Linked DNA regions of Mus musculus: region 2 is linked to region 1. The links are chromatin contacts, called in public HiChIP or PLAC-seq maps. All regions are on one chromosome and are shown on one strand. The core of a region is the stretch at or near the end of the contact, and the rest is flanking DNA. Distances in the headings are between cores, read along the strand shown. Region 1 has its middle 84 kb from the start of Qpct. Region 2 overlaps Cdc42ep3 (CDC42 effector protein (Rho GTPase binding) 3).

What was found. HiChIP or PLAC-seq counts read pairs in DNA pulled down with a chosen protein or histone mark.
Region 2: an H3K27ac HiChIP or PLAC-seq map of embryonic stem cells shows a contact between it and region 1, with 2.1 times the contacts expected there. The contact joins two enhancer-like sites. A contact is called at or near these places in 1 of 39 promoter capture datasets (3T3-L1-derived adipocytes), 12 of 484 Hi-C or Micro-C datasets (the C2C12 cell line, Sertoli cells, bone marrow-derived macrophages and 5 more) and 5 of 115 datasets of contacts at active chromatin or transcription factors (bone marrow-derived macrophages, cardiomyocytes and embryonic stem cells).

What each region holds. Positions count from the first base shown.
Region 1 is chr17:79,132,751-79,138,075 of GRCm38.p6, reverse strand. No RefSeq gene overlaps it. Among named protein-coding and RNA genes, the nearest start is that of Qpct, 84 kb to the right of the region's middle. Within about 2 kb of position 2,810, at least 39 of the 459 cell types and tissues checked have an H3K27ac peak or open chromatin away from gene starts, as enhancers often do. A contact at or near this core is called in embryonic stem cells, where this site is marked.
Region 2 is chr17:79,333,221-79,338,871 of GRCm38.p6, reverse strand. It overlaps Cdc42ep3 (CDC42 effector protein (Rho GTPase binding) 3), which reads left to right. Exons shown (of 2, transcript NM_026514.3): 2 at 3,156-5,149. The coding sequence starts at 3,383. The coding sequence ends at 4,147. Among named protein-coding and RNA genes, the nearest start is that of Gm17315, 19 kb to the left of the region's middle. Within about 2 kb of position 1,316, at least 17 of the 459 cell types and tissues checked have an H3K27ac peak or open chromatin away from gene starts, as enhancers often do. A contact at or near this core is called in embryonic stem cells, where this site is marked.

The DNA.
Region 1 (5,325 bases), core at 1,561-4,060:
TGTTATAGCCATCTTAACTCCTTCTAAATATCAGTTAAAAGTTATTTTTGTAGCTATATAGATAGCACAGCCCATAAAAAACAAGTTAGCAAGGCATACAATACCTTTTTAATCTACCCCAGCCCCTTCCAATCCAGCTTTACCTCCTTCTAAATCTTCCACCACCCACCGCTGTCCATCATCATCAACAACAACAACCCACATAACTCACCTCAAAAGGATTAAGAGGGATGATATTCTGAAGCCAAATATGAGTGACTGTGATCAGAGAAGTGGGCTAGACTAATTTCCATGTTCCAATGGGAAACAGTTCCATTAAGATTCTATAATAAATAGAATAAAGAAAGTCATGGATCAAACATCTTAAAACGCATTGGTGGAAACATTGGGTAGGTAAGTTAAAAACAAAACTCAAGATCTCTGCTATCAGCTTCTAATGACACTTTTAGCCTTTTGGATAGTGGGTCTAGCTATCTGTTCACATATTCCAAAGGATTTATCATGTGGTCTCAGAGGCTTTAGCTCTCATACAGAGGTCAATAAATGAGTTTGAAGAGCTCTGAAGATGGCCCAAGATCTGACTTTGGACTTGTAACATTCCGAACTCTCTATAATCTTTGGAAGTTTTAACCAATTAATTGGCCTTCATTGGAAGGTGCAGCTTCCTTTCAAAATAATAGTTACTTCCATTCATACTATCAACTCAAGTACCAGAAGCATGGGAGTGAGCGATGTGCCATCCATGTCTATGTATGCCAACACATTTCTGCATCACCTGTGAAGCCAGTTGCTTCATTTCTACCCTTTGTTCTGTCTTCAGCCCAGCATGAATAACACCTTTTTTGTATCTCCTAGGTTCCCATAGACAGTACTAGTAACCTACTCTGCTTTCCCTACTTGAAAGTAGACTCTGCAAGAAGGAAGCCAGTGTCTGATCCCTCTTCTCCCAGGAGTCTAGCAGCTACACTTGAAGACTGGGTAACATTTTCATAAGCTTTAATCTAAAGATTAGCCAGGTCTTACGGATACACTCTCAGCAGCTTTGTGATCTAATCTCTCATCCGTATTGATAGTTATCAAGGACTTGACTAATTCACTATCCTGTGATGCAATGAAGATAGGGGAAATTCAACAATATTAACTTCTTAATTCAGGTCACTGAATTAAAAGTTTAAGATGTCTGCAAGACAGAAGTACCCTATCAGACTTACATACCTGTCTCATTCATTTTTACATGTGTAACCTTCAAATCAATTATATAAACTGAAAAACATACAAATCTAAATGGAATTTTACTGGTTTTTAAAAAAACACTATTAAAGTAAATGAATGGATCTTTGTTTCCTCAGAAACTAGGTCAGTTGGCCACTAACACATAGAAAGTGGAAAAAAAGAGGCAGAAGTCAAAACTGGCTCAGACCACTCCTGAGTCACTTGCCTCTGGCAATGCTCTGTACATGTGTGCCAAAGTGCCACTGTCCTCATGAGGAGGAAGCAGCTGTACCTTCTCCTGCCAGATGGCCAGGGCAAAGTCCAAACTAAGAAAGCATCCATGACTTAGGGCACGCATCCCGGTGCCCTGACTGGAGTCTAGAGGACATTCATGAGAAAGGACACCTGGTAGGTAATAATTGCCAGCTGGAATCTTTTATTTCTCTTTTAATATTGACCTAGTACCAGTGTGCCTGGTCCCAAACCCACAGTAGGATATTGTGCCCTCCTGCTTGACAGCAAATGCATTCAAACCACACCTACACTTTAAAAAGTGAAATAAAAGGTTTTTCTTAAATTTATACTCCCATCAAGTTGTTTTTACTTTCCTTTACTACCAGATTTTAAAACTTTTTTTGCTCTGTCTCTGAATAAATTAAAGCTAAGGTTCACTTAAGTCATTATCCCAGGGATGGCATTTACAAAAGTTAACAACTGAAATATCATTAACCCAGATGGAATATGCACGGCCCGGAGTGGCAGCATCCAGGCAGAGGCAGTGAGGCTGTGCACGGGGCTCCAGTGAACATCGGTCCCTCGCCAGCTCTCCAGGGTTGATCAGTGAGGCATCCAGTCTAAGCCCAGGACATGAGTCAGAGCTTCCTGTTTCCCTGTTGCCTTACAGTTCTTGCCCCAAGTCTTCAACCCCTTGTTCTGGCTTAGAAAACCTAAGACAAGTCATCCTTACCCCCATGCTCCTGGCTTCCGCTGAAATCCAGGCTCCACCTCTCCCCTAAGAAATCTCAGACCACTCAACTACAGGGAGCTGTTGAAGCATATGTTCTAAAAAGATACATTGAAGACCTGACCCATGGACTTCCAAATGTAGCTCTGTCAGTAGGACAGTCGCATGTAACATAATGATGAGGCTATACTGTAATAGAAATAATTCTAATAGAAATGGTTCCTTCTAAGAAAAGAGAAACTGGGGTACACACATAATATGGTTCCAGAACAGAAGCAGGGACTAGTGCACAGCTCTAAGACCCAGAAAGCATGGGCTGCCAGAGCAGCGAGAGGAAAGAGAAGGCCTCCAACTCTTTAGCATTCAGAGGAAACAAGGCTCTGCCCAACCTTATAGTTGAGACTTTCAGCCTCCAGGCCTGCAAATGAACAGAATTCATTTGGATATCTCAGTTAATTTGCAAAACCCTTTACAATTGAATAAGAAAAGCAAGGCCTCTCTTCTTTCTTTCACAACTAGCTTCCTCCAGCTTCTAATGGTCCTTTGTTTTGCCCTCACAGAATCTCAGACTCTCAACCTAAAACACACCTCTTTTGTATTTTGAGATGCAAGTTAGACCTTGGGATGGGTGTAATGAGAAACATTCCCAAGGCATTTGAACACATGGTCCCCAGTTGGTGGTACTCTTCAGGGAGGCAGAGCCTTACTGAAGGAAGTCCAGGCATGTCACTAGACATGGCTTGGGGAGCTTACAGCCTCACCCCGTCTTCCTGTTCACTCTGTCTTCTACATGTGGGTGAAAATGTTGAAGCTAATTTCCCTGGTCCATCTGCCTGCTGCCATGCCTCCACTGACCTGATTGGTCCCCTTCCTGAATCATATGTAAAAAAAAAAAAAAAAAAAAAAAACTCTTCCTCCCATAATTCACTTTTGACTATGTTTCATCACAGCAACAAAAAGTAACTGGTACAGAGCTAAAAGGGAAAGCCTGGTTTTGTTTTGTTTTGTTTTGTTTAATTACAATGTAACACATTTGACAGCCCCATGTGATCCTCTTAGAAATGCATTGCACCATTCTTTAGAATACTTTACTTGAGGGAACAAGTCATAACAAGCCAAATGCTGTAATTCTTCTGTAGACATTCAACACTAATGTTTCTGGAGACATTTAGCTTTCTCTGACTTTTGTACATATTTCATTCAGCTATGCAACTGCATCATTTAGATGTATCCTAGACATAATTTTATAAAATTAAAAAAATTTTTTATCTAGTGGATGTATGTGAGTGGGTGGGTAAAAGTGGTATGTAATCTATAGATAATTACTACTAAAGGTTAGTTTGTACACTTATTCACAGCATGAGAGGTCTGAAAGTTTAATCTGCACATATAACCTATTCCAGTGATCTCGTTATTCCCACCAGGTGACAATAAGACCACTACCACAATTGATGAGCCAAATTTGAAGCAAGCTTCGTTAAGTACTGCCCAGGATGATGGACAGTTGGCCAGGTTCATACCCAGGATTCCCAGAGAATTATCACAAATTACAGTCTGGTGCTTATAAAGGCAAAACCCACAAGGCTATGTACTTCCCACTTTCGTCCAACCAGGGGCAAGCACACATCCTGACATACTTCCTGCCTACATACTACATGCATGATCTGTAAGACTCTAGTAAGCCTTTGCTTACGGGGACCCCATAATTGAACAACACGGAACCGTTGCAAAAAGCAAGAGAAATTTATTGTTCCAACACATTGGGATTGCCCTGCGCATGGAGAAAGAGAATGACCAGCTCGTCTGGGAAGCCTTTCTACAGTTCTCAAGGCAGCAGCCATTAGGCACAATGTGATTGGCAGAACAGCGTGACTTTTAAGCTGATTGGTGTTTAGGGAATGAGGTAGGTCAGGAAATGTGGCTGCGAGTTCCGTTCCGGGCCTCCCCTACCCTCCTGGGTCCCTCCTCCCTGTGGTCTGAGGAATGTAATGAGCCCCTCCGTTCCCCAACCCTCCTCAGTCCCTCCTCCCTGAGGTCTGAGGAATGTAATTAGCCCCTCCCTTCTGGAGGGGAGGAGGGCTGCCTATGTTCTTTATGACCTTTCTCTTCCAGGAGGGGATGGGTCCAGCGGAATTTTCTAAAGTTCCTGAGCTGACATCTTCAGATCAAGCACGTCCTGCGCACTTGGATCAGCTAACCTTGTTTATGGAAGTGAAAACACAAGGCTTGTTATCTTACATGGGCAACAGTCTTCAGCATTCCCGGAAGTTATCTACCCTTGGGTAAAAGAGCCTTTAGGCATTTTTGTTTTTATACATCTCTTAAGTACAATACCTAAAACTTAAAATATAACTTTAGCCCTCACAATCTCTAGGTTAATTTATTTGCTCTTGTATCAGCAAAAAAAGGTGCATGTTTTCATAACATGTAATTATAAAATATATGCATGTCTATTAAACATTAAAGTATACTAAGCTTAGAATTTTAATGAATGAAACTGAAACTAAAAGTGAATAATAACTCTTTTATTTTCACAAGAATCATTTTGAAAATCTCACTTTAGGTTCCATTAGCATATGTGATATTGAATGTTGATAAAGAATAAAATATTGAGTTACTTCAGCAGTTAGCCAGAATACTTGGAAGTATTCAAAAGCTATAATAGTATATAATACCATGTATATAACCCATGAAAGTAGAAGCAAAACCATATGGGGGACTAAAGGGCAGGGAGGAAGAAGAAAGTGGACATGTATGGTGGAATACTCTCAAAATACATAATAGACTTGTATGTACATGTCCTATATAACCCAATACCATGTGCATTGAATATGCACTAGGGACAACATATGCAATTAAAGATAAATAGCTTTTTTGTTGTTGATTCTTTTTTTATTAGATATATTCTTTATCTACATTTCAAATGCTATCCCGAAAGTTCCCTATACCCTCCCCTCACCCTGCTCCCCTACCCACCCACTCCCACTTCTTGGCCCTGGCAGTCCCCTGTACTGGGGCATATAAAGTTTGCAAGACCAAGGGGCCTCTCTTCCCAGTGATGGCCGACTAGGCCATCTTCTGCTATATATGCAGCTAGAGATATGAGCTCTGGGGGTACTGGTTAGTTCATATTGTTGTTCCACTATAGG
Region 2 (5,651 bases), core at 67-2,566, 200 kb before region 1:
CAGTAATCTCCCCTCTTAAAAATCAAACCAGCCTCCCATTGCCTTTGGCAGCTGTTAGTCCTGGCACATTGTGTTGGTCATCTTACTCTCTGCTGCTTCTGTAGATTTCTCATAGTCCCCTCTGTAGCATATAGTTTTACTCTACCACCTTATCTCTGGGACTGTCGGGCTACCAGCCCCCACCCAGCATCCCTTTTGATTTACCAGCCTTTAGCTCTGGGAGGTTTCCACACTACCCTTGTCTTTTTCCCTCTTATCTCTGGTCTCTGTCTTAGTGCCACCAATATAAACCCCAGCCTTTACTAAACCAAGGGAACCTCCGCCTAAAAGCCCACAGTTCTGTAGCCAGGCAGGGGCTGCTCTAAGAGGCCCAGCCAGGAAGCCTTGGGACTGAACATTCCTCCCTCAGATAGGAGTAAGTGTGTCTTCTCTTTCCTCATCCCATAACCCCCCCTCCCATTCTCATTCACGTACACAACAGATGTGAGTGGCCCTGCCTGAGACGGAGAACTACACTCCGGCATTGGAATGCCCTGCCCTGGGTACGTCTTGGCCTTACATATCCCAGCAGGCTTCAGGCAGGTCTCATTGGCAAGCCTTGAATCTTTTCCAAGGCAGCTGCCATCCTAGCCCTGCTGATAATCTGCCCCAGGGAATGGTTCTTCCCAGGGCTTGCCTATCATCTCCTGGGGCAGGAAAGTGTCACTGGGGTCCTAGGTTGGGGCTATGTGTTGTGTACCTGTATGGCAAAGAAACTGGTGTTTTCTTAGGTCTACCAAGGTTTCAACTTGTTGTGATTGTTTTTTGTGAGAATGGCCTTGAACTAGCAGAGGGTGCTCTTGTAATAAGAATCCTCCTGTCTCCAACTCTTCTATGCTGATTTTGCAGGCATTCACTACCACTCCCTCTATGTAATAAAGTCTTACCTTTTGTTAATGAGACAAGACCCAAATCAAAGCTAAAGAAGAACATTAGGACCTGAGGTCCTATTGGAGCAAACCTGTTGTCTCAGGCCTCCTCCTCACACACAAAGCCAAGCGGGGCTGCCTGTCTCCCATTTCCAGGCCTTCTCTGCCTTCTCGGGCCTGGCTGGCTGGACAGCATGCCTCCCCCACATTGGGCTTTGCCAGTGGGTGGAACATACAGCACAACCCTTGTCACCTGTCACTGATGAGCGAGTTTAAAACACCTGCTGAAAGGAAAGAAATATGGAACAGATGGAGAGGGCCTCCAGCTGCTGCCAAGCAATTGGGACTGTCTTCAAGCCACTGTCTGACCCAGTCCTAGGAGTATTGTCAGTCCTGGGGCCAGAGGACTGGGAGGGGGAGGGGAAGCAGGGTGAGAGATTTCAGGAGAGTCATGGGAATTTTGCTTCTCTGTGTCAGCGCTTGGGTTGGTGGGATGATGGGGGATTTTCAGAAGGTTAAGGTTTTCATCGGCAAGGGAGGCACTGACACTCACCCCTCCTGGAGCACCTTCCTCAGAGCTCCTCACTTATGCCCGCGACAGACACTATCCACAGGGAAGGTGCTTTTGTTTTAACATGGGACCTGCATCGATAGCCACTTCCTAAGTCACGGTTTCTGTGGGTATCTGGCCACGGCTTAGAGCCTGGGCCTCACTGGGATCTGACCAAGGTTTGGACCGGAACTGTGTGTGTCATCAGAGACTAGGTGGGGTAAATCAATTTCTACTTCAACGCCAGCAAGGAAGCTTGGTCAGGTACATAAGCATGCGGGAGCACCTCTACACGGAGCCTTTTTTAGCCCCCTCTCCATCTCCCCGCCCTTCCTTTACTCTCCCTTTCTTACCCTCCTTCTCTTCAGCTCAGATGGGGGCTTCTGTAACCTAACCAGGGAGTGACTGCTGCCTTATTTCCTTGGGTAGAAGCAAGTCACAGTTGGATCTGCAAAGGCATGAACACCAGGGAGGCAGGAAGGCTTACTTTAGAACCCCCTCAGCTCCCACAGAGACAGGGCATGCGCCTATCAGTGATGTTCCAAAAGATCCTCAGGGGCAGCCCAACTTGTTATATAGATGCTCTCGGTATGTCTTGAAGTGGAGCAGTTCTTCTTTCTTCCCAGAATCCCAGTATCCTCTGGAGTCCTGGGTGGAAGGAAGGCTCAGTATTTTCCGCACCACAGCTTGCTTCCAGCTGTAGCTCTTCTCTGTTCTTCCAGAGTGTTGGTACCCCATCCTTAGTCTTATCTCCCCATCAGTAAGAATGCTTTCTAATGAGGCGTATCACTTATTAAATGATAATGTCCAGCCTTCTTCTTTAGGGATAGTCATTTAATTTTGTTTGTATGCAGATCTCAATAAATCACTGTCAGTGTTGTTAATGTGCATTCAAAGCAAAGAATATAATTTTAAAACAGACCCAGTTGGTCCTATGCTGCTTGCAAGTTTTTTAAGTTGTATGTGTATGTGTGAGTGCCTGCACATATGTATGTGTATTACACACATGGCTACTACCCATGGAGGTCAGAGAGCCATCGGATCCCCTGAAGGTGCAAGTGGTTGTAAGCCCCCATATGGGTGCTGGGAACTTAACCCAGGTTCCCTATAAGAACAGCGAAGTCTTCTAACCACTGAGTATGTCTCTAGTCCCTTGACATCAGTTTTGAGAAGAGAGGGAAATGAAGATCTCAGATGTGTTCAGAAAACCATGTCCGTAGCTATGTTTTTAAAAGATTATTTATTTACTTATTTATTTTTATGTATGTGAGCACACTGTCTCTGTCTTCAGACATGCCAGAAGAGGGCATCAGATCCCATTACAGATGGTTGTGAGCCACCTTGTGCTTGCTGGGAATTGAACTCAGGACCCCTGGAAGAGCAGCCAGTGCTCCTAACCACTGAGCCATCTCTCCAGCCCCTGTAGCTATGTTTAAAAAGTAGGGATGATTTAGCTTAGGGGCTAAGTACCCCTTTTTCTGTTTTCCCCTGAACTAAGAACTAAGGATTTATTAGTGAATCCCTGCAGAGATTAGAGTTCTTAACACAGTTAGTAGAAGGAAGTAAGTTGGGCTTTCCGTGGGAGCTGGCCTTGCCTTTATCTCCAGGCACGGGAGGGAGTAATATTCTGGGGAGTGGCAGGCCTGAGTGGGCCCTGGAGGCTGGGAGATGACAACCTGCTCTGGTGTCTTTTCCAGGTTTCTCTGAGCTGTGGAAGGGACTCGATAATGTAACTGGCTCTCCGGAAAGACCCGCGTGGCCCTGCGCTGAGCAAGATCTCCAAGACCCTGTCTCGTTTTTAGAGCCACTTGAGAAGAAATGATGTGACAATTCTTATGAAAAAGGACGTTTTGGAAGTGTAGGATACCCGTGCAGAAGGTCACTCTTTCCCTGGTCTGTGAAATAGACATTCTCAAATTCCAAAATGCCTGCCAAGACCCCAATTTACCTGAAAGCGGCTAACAACAAGAAGGGAAAGAAATTTAAACTGAGGGACATTCTGTCCCCTGATATGATCAGTCCTCCCCTGGGGGACTTTCGTCACACTATACACATCGGCAAAGAGGGCCAGCATGACGTCTTTGGGGATATTTCCTTTCTTCAAGGGAATTATGAGCTCTTGCCGGGAAACCAAGAGAAGGCACACTCTGGCCAGTTCCCGGGGCATAACGACTTCTTCCGGGCCAACAGCACCTCGGACTCAATGTTCACAGAAACACCCTCCCCGGTGCTCAAAAATGCCATCTCCCTCCCCACCATTGGGGGATCCCAGGCTCTGATGCTGCCCTTATTGTCCCCAGTGACATTTCATTCCAAACAGGAGTCCTTTGGGCGTCCTAAGTTGCCAAGGCTCAGCTGTGAGCCTGTCATGGAAGAGAAAGTTCAGGAGCAAAGTAGTCTGTTAGAGAATGGGGCAGTCCACCAGGGAGACACCTCGTGGGGCTCCAGTGGTTCCGGGTCTCAGTCCAGCCAGGGCCGCGACAGCCACTCCTCCAGCCTGTCGGAACAGTCCTCCGACTGGCCCGCGGACGACATGTTTGAGCATCCTGCCTCCTGTGAGCTTGTGAAGTCAAAGACTAAATCAGAAGAGTCCTTCTCTGACCTGACCGGCTCCCTGCTCTCCCTGCAGTTGGATCTTGGGCCTTCACTTTTGGATGAAGTCCTGAATGTCATGGATAAAAATAAGTAGCCAGGAGTCAGCTCTTTTTCTTGGGAGTAAGAGGTACCAAAATAAGCAGAAAACAAAAAAATCAACTAACCACAGCTGATGGAAAGAGCTGCTCTGACTGTTTTTATTTGCAGCCATGTGATGCATTTTCTAAAATAACGCTCCTGTTCCTACAAAATATTTTTTTAACCATCATGCCCTGTTTGCAAAAATTTTGAAAACAATAATTTTTAAAAATTAAAAAAAACAAAACAAAACAAAAAAACCTGTTCTGGCAAAAAAGAAAAAAAAAGAAAAGAAAAAGGAGGAAGTGAGTCAGAGCTCATTTTCAACAGGCATTGCTGATGCTCATACATGCTCAGTTTTGTTTGTAGACATGCAGAAATCCAGGCTGTCTAAGAGGGCTGGGTCCATGGGTCTCTCCAAGGCAATTCATTGCATGTTATGAGAAGGAAACTTACTTATTTGGCACCTACGCCTTTTTTTCCTAGCCTTTTTTGTATATTGTATCTTTTGGGTTCACCACAGCGAAGTCTCCAGCGTTATGATTTTACTCTTTGCATATTCGAGCAACCTTACAGGATTTGGGATTTTTTTTCCTTGTGGTTTTTATATATCCCTGTATATTATTTCCATGTTGCAAAAGTTTGACTGTCAGCTACATGTTGGTTAAAAACAAGCAAGGTATTACTGTAACTAAGTTATTTTTAAAGTTGAAATATATTTTTATGTGCCTTTGGCTTTTTATTGCAAAGTCTACATTTTATACATAATACATCAAGTGTTATTTGTCGTGTTTCCATTCGGGCTTCCTTGCAAGCTACGCGTGTGTATTTGAAAACAAAACCAGCCCAACCCTATGCGTTATCAGCCTGACCCTGTTGCTCGGGTGTTACCTCCTCCCAGTAGGAGGCACAGGGTGATGCTTCTGTGGAGACTGGAGGTGAGGTAGGTATTTAAGGACAGCTCATGTTCACATTACTTGGGTACATCATACCACGCAATAAAGAGTAAATGCTAAAATGAACGTGTTCATTTATAGTCATAAACAAGAACCGAAAAGATTTTAAGACCATCTAGTAAAAGTCCTAAAATGTACCCACACCTTTAACATAAGCCAAGAGATGACTGCAGTCTTGACTTTTTTACAAGTTTGGTTCTAGAAATAGGAACACTTAAGAGAAATGAACATGGGCAATCATTGTGTTATTGTTGTTGTTGGCTTATACAAACCTGCATGCTGAGAGAGAGAAGAGAGGAAGAGAGTGAGGGGAGGAGATAGAGAGGGAGGGGAGAAGTGGAAAGGGGGGGAGAGATTGAGATTGAGGTGAGAGGATAGAAAGAGAGGTGAGAGGATAGAAAGAGGAGCGAGAGGAGAGAGAAGAAAGAGAAAGAAAAGAGAGAAGAGAAGACAGAGATGGGGGAGGGGAGCTAAGACTATAAGCCTTTGCCACAGGGCCACCAAAGCCCTGTGCATGCCTGTCTTCAAGGTTGGCTACAGCATTTTATCCTGTAAGACAAAGGC